2 separate regions of the Sus scrofa genome follow, and region 2 is linked to region 1. A link is a contact called in public Hi-C data. All regions are on one chromosome and are shown on one strand. Each heading gives the region's core, a stretch centred on a gene start, on an enhancer-like site or on the middle of the called end of the contact. The rest is flanking DNA. Distances are from core to core; before and after follow the strand shown. Region 1 overlaps SLCO3A1 (solute carrier organic anion transporter family member 3A1). Region 2 has its middle 58 kb from the start of SLCO3A1.

Region 1 (4,744 bases), core at 1,433-3,932:
TGGGATCAACGCACACTGGCCCACTGGTTCATCGCAGGCTGTTCACTGGGCCCAGCCTCATCCCCCAGTATGCCCAGATGCCTCTCTACTGAGGGTTTTGAGGGACAGGAGGGATGGCAGCCTGGGGTGCTGAACTCCTGAGTGTGGTGTTGAGGAGAAAGGGGCTGGGATAACATGAGCAGACACCTCGAGGTCTCACTGGATCTGACTGGGGACTGCATTATGTGATTTTATTGCAGTAGGTTGTACTTTTTTGGATGGGGAATCTGCATGTCTTCAACTTGTGAAAATAAGTTTGCAGGAAAAGGGAACCTGTGGTGGCACCAAAAAACTCACTCAAGATTATAAACTTCCCTGGAGTGATCCGTAGGTCACATGACTTCTGTGGAAATAATCAAGAGCAAATTCTTAAAATGACAATGATAAAAGTAAAAGATACAATGGTCTGGTCATTTGATTTTTTTTTTTTTTTTTGCTGTCGCTGGTTATTATGAAGTGATACATTTTACAGTTCCCTTTTTCGGGTATGGTAAATGTTGAGATGCAGCTGCTATAACAAGCAAGGCCTCACATACGTCATTGCTTAAATATTTATTTCTAACTTGTGTGACGTCCAAAACAGATTTTACTCATAGGGCTGCTCATCACCAAGGGGTGGTGGCTCTTTCCACTTCGTTATTGCCATATCCAACATGTCACGTGTGTGGTTGCTGGGCTCATTTGCATTGAGGAAAAGGAAGGGACCTGGCAGAAGGGCTGCCCTGTGGTGTCCCTGGGAGGCTGGGAAATAGTGCTGAGTATGGAAAGAGAGAATCTTAGTCAACAGCAGCCCCTCTCTGCCACGAGGAGTCAGTGGTTTTTAGTACAATACCCTCTTTAAGGGGTATTGCCCTTTATGCGCTGCCAAGTACATTCTTGAGAAGTGTTTCCTTTGATCCCCACAGGAAAGTTGTTATTGTTCCCATTTTGCAGATGGGAACACAGAGGCTCAGATGATACAGGTAACTTGCTCATGGCCCCAGAGGAGCAGGTGCTGGCGTCAGACTGGAATCCAGGCCGTCTTAGGCCTCATACTGTTCCTGGCTCTGGGCTTTCTTCCCATGCATTTTTGAACGTGGCCTCGAGTCCTACCTTTAGACTTTTTGATGTGTGCTGCGCTGACTCTCTGGCGAGTCGTGGCCATAACCCCCATCTGATGGGCTCTGGGGACTTGTCTCCTCAGTGACAGCACACAGACCAGGACACCATGGTGGGCAGAGTTTTCAGAAACTTTGGGGAAGAAAGAGATGTGCATTAAATCCAGTGCCTCAAAGAGCAGGGGAATCCGAGAAGGCGTGGGATTAAGGGGACAAACACCTGAGGACCCACCCCCCATCCCTGTGCCTGGGAACCCAAGCCAGCCCTTGCCCTCAAGCTCTGCTGAGGAGACCTTAGCCCCTCACATGGTTGAATATCCCATAATGAGTTAGAAGCCTGAGATCCTGCTCAAGTCCCCGCATTCTGCGGTACTGAAGAAGGACTTTTAAAACTAGACCTGTAATTCCCTTTGTGGCTCAGTGGTTAACAAATCCAACTAGGAACCATGAGGTTGTGGATTCGATCCCTGGCCTTGCTCAGCGGGTTAAGGATCTGGTGTTGCCGTGAGCTGTGGTGTGGGTCGCAGACTCAGCTCGGATCTGGCGTGGCTGTGGTGTAGACCCCCTAGCCTGGGAACCTCCATATGCTGAGGGTGTGGCCCCAAAAAGTCAAAAAGACGAAAAAAAAAAAAAAAAAAAACCTCGACCTGATGGCTCAAAATAAATATCCTCTCTCACCAGGAACAATCTCACTTGGGTCTCTGTGGCTTTTTCAGCTTCGAGCTCTCTCCCCTGTCCTTCATTGACCGCTCACTTCCTCACCCACTCCCGTGCGTCCCCAGCTTGCCTTCATGCCTCTTTTGCTGTCTTGCCAGCTGCCTCCTTTTTCTTCGCCCAGCCTGGCCTGGCCTGCATGGTGGTATTGGCAGGACTTGCGTTAGGGCGGAACCTGTGCGGATGCAATAAGTGGGAAAAGAAGGTTTGCCCATGGGCACACTTGGATGGTGGGAAGTTAGCAGGCAGCCTGTGAGAGCCTGAGTGCGTGAGTCTGTGTCTCTTGAGTGTGTATGTGTGAGAGAGTCTCTGTATGTGAGTCTGGGTATGTGTGTGTGAGAATTTGTGAGTCTGTGATTCTCTCTGTGTGATTGTGTCTGTGTGTGAGAGTCTGTATATGAGTCTATGTGTGAATGTGAGTCTGTGTGTATGAGTCTATGAGTGAGAGTCTGTGTGTATGTGTGTGTGTGTGTGGGCCTCTTGTTTATGTGTCTGCGTGTGTGTGTGTGCGTGCGCTCTGGGGGCAGTTCTTGGGAGCTGGTGTAGGTGCTTTTCTCTGAGTGGCTTCTACTCCCAGAATTGGCTCCTGGAGGCCTCTGGCAGGAGTGAGCCAGTCGTTTGAGACTGTTGGGCCCTGAGAACAGTGATTCCAGCTCCCAGCTTTGCTGAAGTGGGGGTGGGGTGAAGCGCAAAGAGGAGCCGGGAAGGGGACCTTGTGAAGCTGGCTGCCTTCAAGATCCTTCTCAGGCAGTTCTGTTAGAATCTGTGTGGTTCATCTCAGCCTGGCTCCTTCAGTGAGTCACACAGAAGGCATCCATCCAGGCCTCCTTCTGGCAGCCACAGGGCAGTTGTGCCCAGCTAATCATGGGCAGCTCTGATCTGAAGTAACAAGGTTGAGTGGAGCTAGGTTGAGAAATGACCCCGACGGAAACCGGGGCTCGGGCTAGCTGCTCCCGCTGCACGGTGCCTGCACTCATGGCTGGTGATGAGGTCAGGGCGTTTCTGCTTTGTGACAGATTTGGGACACGGAGGAAAGAGGGGTCGAGGCTTGGTACTGACCGAGGCCAGCGCTGACTCCAGAGCAGATGGAGTGGTCCACATTCAGGGAGTGTGGACAGCACTGAGTTTAACCCGAGGAGGATTCTGATGACTGGCAAACAAATATCCTCTGATGCATCACAAGCACCAGCATCTCTCAGTGAGCTGTTCTTCTCACTGAACACAGCACAGCATCACTGTGTCCCAGGGTGCCTGGGTGGAAAAATCCCTCTTGGATCTGGGCAGAAAATTGTGCTTCTGAGCAGTCCAGGCTATGGTATTGAGCCCAGTGCCTGAATTTTGTGGGCTGGAATTTGTGTTAAGGCACTAGGCAGAGATGTGCTTTTCGAATGCAAATTTTAGGAACATTTTACTTCAATGGTTCCCTGAGGAGCAGTAAGCGTTCCCAGATCCCAATTAACCTGGGTGCCTTAGAATGAATGCCTCAGCAGTGGGAGGAATCCATGCCTGGGCCTTGGTGATACTTCTCAGAGCCAGCAGCTGGCAAGGTGCTTTCAACACGAGGCTGGGTGATAAGGTGGCGCTTTGCAGAATGCAAAAAACTTTGAACCCTTGCTTCTGCAGAGAGCTTGGCTGCTGCATCACAGATCACATTTGTATGGCATTTTACTTACAAAGATCAGCTTTAGTCACGGAGAAGACAAAAGCTTCGTGTAAGTGTTCTTGCCTCTTTTTTTGGACAGCAAGAGAGATGAGACATGATTTGCATTTTTGAACTCTGCTCTCAAATCAAATCACTTTATAAATGACTTTAAAACTGTCTTATTGTGTTTAGGCGGCTGTAACAAAAATAACCACAGACTGCCTGGCTTAAACAAGTATTTGTTTCTCACAGTGTTGAGGCTGGGGGGCTGGGAAGTCCAAGGTCAAGGCCCAGGCAGTTTCAGTGTCTAGTGAGAACTCACTTTCTGGTTCATTTAGATGGTTGGCTTCTCACTGTGTCCTCACTTGGCAGAAGGGACACGTTTGTTCTTTGGAATCTCAGTTGTTTTTTTGTTTGTTTTTTTGTTTTTGTTTTGTTTTGTTTTGTCTTTTTAGGGCCGCACCTATAGCATATAGAAGTTCCTGGGACAGGGGTTGAATCAGAGCTGCAGCTGCCAGCCTATGCCACAGGCACAGAAACACCAGATCCAAGCCGCATCTGTGACCTATACCACAGCCCACAGCAATGCTGGATCCTTAATCCACTGAGCAAGACCAGGGATCAAACCCGCATCTCCATGAATGCTAATCAGGTTCGTTATCACTGAGCCACAATGGGAACTCCTGGGGTCACACTTATAAGGCACTAATCCCATTAATGAGTGTTCTGCACTCATGGCCTAAGTAATTCTCTCTCCAAAACCCCACCTCTTACTTAATACCATCTTATTGGGAATTAGGATTTTACCATACTAATTTTGGGGGGACACAGATGTTCAACCCATTAAAAAAAACTCTTTGTAAATGATCCAAAAGAGTTGCCTCTGAAGTAGTTTTGAAATGTCTTAATCTTTTTGTGTTGCTTATGGTTTTCTTTTTAAGTATGCACAGAAGTAGTTAGATGATAAGAATTTTATGTCTAAATAAATGCAATAACTCTTGCATTTATATTTATTTTAAATAAAAACTTTCAAGTGAAAAAGGAGCATTTTGATGATCACAGCCTACTGGAGAAGCATAATGAAGCACAGAGTACATTTTGTAGTTCAATTGCTTTACACAGAAGTGAAGCGCGGGGGGCGGGGGGGTCTAGATTAATCTGTAAGAGTATAAATAGCTCCCCACTTTAAGCTTTATGTAGTGTCCTGTGGTAGAATATCTATTCTAGTTAGGCTTTTCTTTGGATAATAATG
Region 2 (4,744 bases), core at 1,019-3,518, 180 kb before region 1:
CATCCGGAGTAGGATACAGAATGGAAAATTTTATAGCAAGGAGATGAATGAGTTCTGCATGCAAAACATGAATAAATATTATGAAAAGAATGATCAAAGAAAACTGCTTTATTTTATTTTATTATTTTTTTCTCTTTTTTTTTTTTTTTTTTTTTTTTTTGTTTTTTTTAGGGTTGCACCCAAGGCATATGGAAGTTCCCAGGCTACGGGTCGAATCAGAGCTACAGACACGGGCCTACACCATAGCTACAGCAACACAGGATCCAAGCCGCGTCTACAAACGACACCACAGCTCACAGCAACACTGGGTCCCTGACCCACTGAGAGAGGCAAGGGATTGAAACCCCATCCTCATGGATACTAGTTAGATTCATTTCCACTGTGCCACAATGGAAACTTCCGATTTTATTTTTTGAAGTTAAAAAATAGATAAGGCTAATCTATGGTATTAGAAATCAAGAAAGGGGATTTCCACTTTCGTAGAACAGTGTGGATAGTAACTGAAAATATAGTGGCTGACCATCCTGATTTGCCTGGGACTGAAGAGTTAACCATAACACAGGACTTTCAATGTTACGACTTGGTTAATCCCAAACAAACTTGAATGGTTGGTCACCAAAACTGACAGAATTCCAAGAGATGCCTCTGCTGAGTTGTTGATATTCTCTTTCTACATCTCAGTAGTGGTTTCATGGCAATCACTTTGTGATAAGACAACTGGCTATACATTGATGATGTCTTTTTTTTTCATATATACTTCACTAATGAATTTACTGAGCAACCTATCATCAATGTAGACTAATGCAGGAGTATATGGAAAATTAATTATCTGCAAATCATGTATTAATTAATGCGTATGACTTTTCTGCTGATTGGAAAGTTCCTTCCTCATCAAGCTCTTACTTATTCACTCACTATATATATGTTTGATCAGTACCTGCCTGCAGGTAAGAACTCTGCCAGGGGCTGGGAATACAAAACTCAACAATGCTTCTATTCTTGGGACAGAGATAGGCAATAAACAAATAACATGAAATAACACACTATTATGTAACATAATATTATGTAGGTAAGTGTAGCCAAAAAATAAAAGATAAAGAGCCTCAATGTAGAGGGTGACAGACCCTGATCTTTAGGAAAGGTTGATGATAGAAGACTTTTCTATAGAGGTGACATTCAGGCAAGATCTGAAACAGTCATGCCAATATCTTGGGGAAAGAGGGAAGGAGAATTCCAAATGAAGGGAGCAATGAGTGTAAAGTTCCTGAAATGGGAGCATAAAATCTAATTCTTCTGGATTTCCCAATGTGGCTCAGTGGGTTACGAACACAAGTGTCCATGAGAATGCAGGTTCTACACCTAGCCTCGCTCAGTGAGTTAAGGATCCTGCATGGCCATAGCTGCAATCCAGGTTGCAGACTTGGCTCGGATCTGGCATTGCTGTGGCTGTGGTGTAGGCTGGCAACTGCAGCTCTGATTTGATCCCTAGGCTGTGAACTTCCATATGCCATGGGTGTGGCCCTGAAAAGAAAAAAACAAAAAACAAAACATAAACCTTTTGAGCATTTATTGCATGTAAAACTATTCACCTAAAGTTTGTTTTTCCCACCATCCACTGGAAGCTTCATTAGGGCAAGGATGGTATCTGGCTTATTCACCAGTTTTTCCCACTATGATGCAATGGTACATGCACTTGCCCAATAAGTATCTATAAAAGGCACAAATTACCACAAGCCATCTTTACGTATCCTTCAGTTTGTTTCTGGACTATCTTTTCAGTCCCAGGAATCTGTTTGTTTGTGCATCAGTCTCACACTAGTTTAATTACTGAGGGTTTAGAGTTTATCTTAACATTTGGTGGTACAGTCACAGAAGGCATGATTCAAGGAATGGGCTACTTACGGAGATACAAACATAAGTAAAACTAGAGTCATCGACCTGGTGAGGGTCCACTTCTAATAGGATGGTATGGGGGTGGGGAGAAAAGCTTAATTTCAAAGAAGAGATTGGCAGCATCATCCAAGTCTGAGCAATGAATGCATAAAAGCGAGAAATGGAAAAGGAAAGAAACCTTATCCACATGCATAAGCAGGCTGACATTGGAAAATCCTCAAAATGGGGCTCAGGGTTTTAATTCAAGTTGAGCTTATTGGGAGCCATTTGTAGGTTCTAAAAAGGGCCTGTGCTATTTCCAGTCCTGAAACTGAGTGGTGAGTGTTAGTATCTGTGAAACAGAGCCCAGAATAAATTCCTGCTGAGATGGTATGACCGGTGTGGGGTATGGTGTGACCTGTTCATCTGATCCTTGTGAAGTAGCAGGGATATGGACAGCCCAGAGTGTTCCTCGGTGCCCTTGCTTTGAACCAGGGCAGGCCTGGGGCCTGAGGGTTAAGTGTGGACTTAAAAAATTCAGCAGCTCTCTAAGACAGTTCTGTGGCGATAACCCACTTGTGCCCTTGGGCTGAGGCTTGCTTTTCCCCAGCCCCAAACATGGATAATGTTGCTAGCTGTCCCAGATTTTAGAGGATGAGATGGCAAGAGGTGAAAATGTCACTGCTCTTGGCCAGAAGAGGATGCCTAGGCAGGTTTAGAAGCCTCGACAACCTCACATGCAGGAGAGCAGTTAAACATGTATTTTAGTCTGTACCTGGGTTGCAAATATTTCCAACATTTTGTGTTTGTGCTATTTCTCTCACCATGAGCTTCCAATTCTATGGGTAAGCCTGTGTCTATTGTTTATTTCATATTCCATGTTTGGGTCTCAAGTTTGAGTCTGAATGAATTTTCATAACCCAAATCATGCCCTATATGATTTTCAAGGACTATTTAAGTAAGCAGAGTAGTTTCATAAGAGATAACTACCCAGTTGTGTATGTTAAAGTTTTAAAACATAAAAAAGCTAAAGTTATAGCTTTTCATAAAGTCAGCTATAACTGTCATGAAGTCTCACTCACCTCATTGTTGCAGACAAGCATGGACGCCCCTCCTGCCGAGAGACGGGCACATGAAATGTCTTGGCTGGAGTCTTAGGAAGGTCGGAGAGGAGCATAGTGGTTTCTCATATCTGTCAACATGCTGTGAGCCCCCCGTGTGCACTCATTATTGGTGCCTCATTATCGTCTTTATCCATATGAGTTCAGATTAAGGGGAAAGGGATTCCAAGGGAGAAAAGCATCTTTGGCCCTTCCTGGATTCACTCTCAGGAACACTAATACATCTTGCAAAAGTGCTTTGTCTGCCACCACCCAACAGAGCCAGCAATGAGCACCCCTAGAGCTCTGGGCGGTCCCACCTCCTACACCAGAGACAGGTGCCTAATTTGCTCCTTTGGGAACAGGATGTGACCATCTAAAGGGCAAGGAATCTGCAGTGGTTGATTGAATGGATCAAAGATGCCGTGTAGGGGAACAAATATAAATAGAAGACAAATAAGTTCTGGAGATCTAATGCATAGTGTGGTGAATATAGACGGTGATATTATAGTATAATCATCACATTTGCTAAGAGACTAGATCTTAATTATTGCCACAAAAAAAAAGATAGAAATGATAGTGTGATGTGATAGAGGATACAAGGACAATCATGTTACAACATAGAAATGTATCAAATCAACATGTTGTACACCTTAAATATATCCAATGGTATATTTTTAATGTATTTCAATTTTTATTTTAATATTGATGTAGAGAACCACAGGAATCAGCTGAAGGGTATGTTGTGAAGGTTTTGGTCTCACAGATGGCAGATCTCATTCAAGTTCTGGCCTTTACATTCATGAGCCCTTTGGCCACGCAAGTTACTTTGCTCTCTCTTTGCTCCAATTTCTTCTTCTGTTGGGAGAAGCATGACACCTACTTCACAGGAGGCTTGTGAAAATTTACACACGGCAACATATATAAAGTGCATGCACGGTACACAGTACCTCAGTCCCCAGGTGATATAAATGAGCAAATCCATTTCTGAGAATTGGTTGCCTCCAGCTATGGTGGCTGGACTGCTCTTTGCTATAAAGACTGTCGGGACTAGGCCTTTATCATTTTACTTAGGCTTAAATTAGTAATTAATAAACCTTGACTTTTGTAGATTTTAACAATAATAGTAAACCTTCAGCCCTTGTATTATCACTGAATTTTTCCCTTTACCTCCATATGCCTCAGTGTCCACTCTGCCTTCCCCAGCGGACAGCTCAGTCTGTTTGCAACTATCTGTTCACTGCCTTAAAAACAAACTAGCAGGAAATATTTGTGACTGAAGTAAAAAATAAAATAAAATAGATCTAATTATTAGCATACAGCTTATTGAGTTTGATCCTTTGCCCTTCACTAATCCCATTAGCACGAAACATTTATTCCTACTCTTAGGGACAGGAGCAATTGATTATCTATATATAGATTTCACATGGACTTCCATTGTTGTGGTTCTGGCATAGGAGGAAAGAATGGTTAACGAAAATAGTAAGACGTGCAACAGAAGGAAATGATCAGGAGCTCTGGACTTAGGTAAACATGAAGAGACAAGGGGCAGATGGACTAAAGCAAGTTAATTTGTGTCCACCAAGTCTCCCAAGTTCCAGAGCATTAAGTACAGTAGAGGGCAAAGATGTTGGAAGAGACTGGAAGTCCAGACTGGAAGTCCAAGATAAAGTTTAGAGAGACGCTCCCCCAGGTCTTCATCCTGACCATGTGTCTAATGAAGGAATGAGATCTTCCTCTGGAACCATCATTACTGTCCTCATCCTGAGAGT

The links. A called contact is a pair of places that touch in the nucleus more often than the background predicts.
Region 2: a Hi-C map of skeletal muscle shows a contact between it and region 1, with 2.3 times the contacts expected there. The contact joins two enhancer-like sites. A contact is called at or near these places in 2 of 47 Hi-C or Micro-C datasets (heart right ventricle and skeletal muscle).

Annotation. Positions count from the first base shown.
Region 1 is chr7:86,984,434-86,989,177 of Sscrofa11.1, reverse strand. All of the region lies in intron 2 of SLCO3A1 (solute carrier organic anion transporter family member 3A1), which reads left to right. Among named protein-coding and RNA genes, the nearest start is that of SLCO3A1, 120 kb to the left of the region's middle. Within about 2 kb of position 2,682, at least 32 of the 83 cell types and tissues checked have an H3K27ac peak or open chromatin away from gene starts, as enhancers often do. A contact at or near this core is called in skeletal muscle, where this site is marked.
Region 2 is chr7:87,159,370-87,164,113 of Sscrofa11.1, reverse strand. No RefSeq gene overlaps it. Among named protein-coding and RNA genes, the nearest start is that of SLCO3A1, 58 kb to the right of the region's middle. Within about 2 kb of position 2,268, at least 4 of the 83 cell types and tissues checked have an H3K27ac peak or open chromatin away from gene starts, as enhancers often do. A contact at or near this core is called in skeletal muscle, where this site is marked.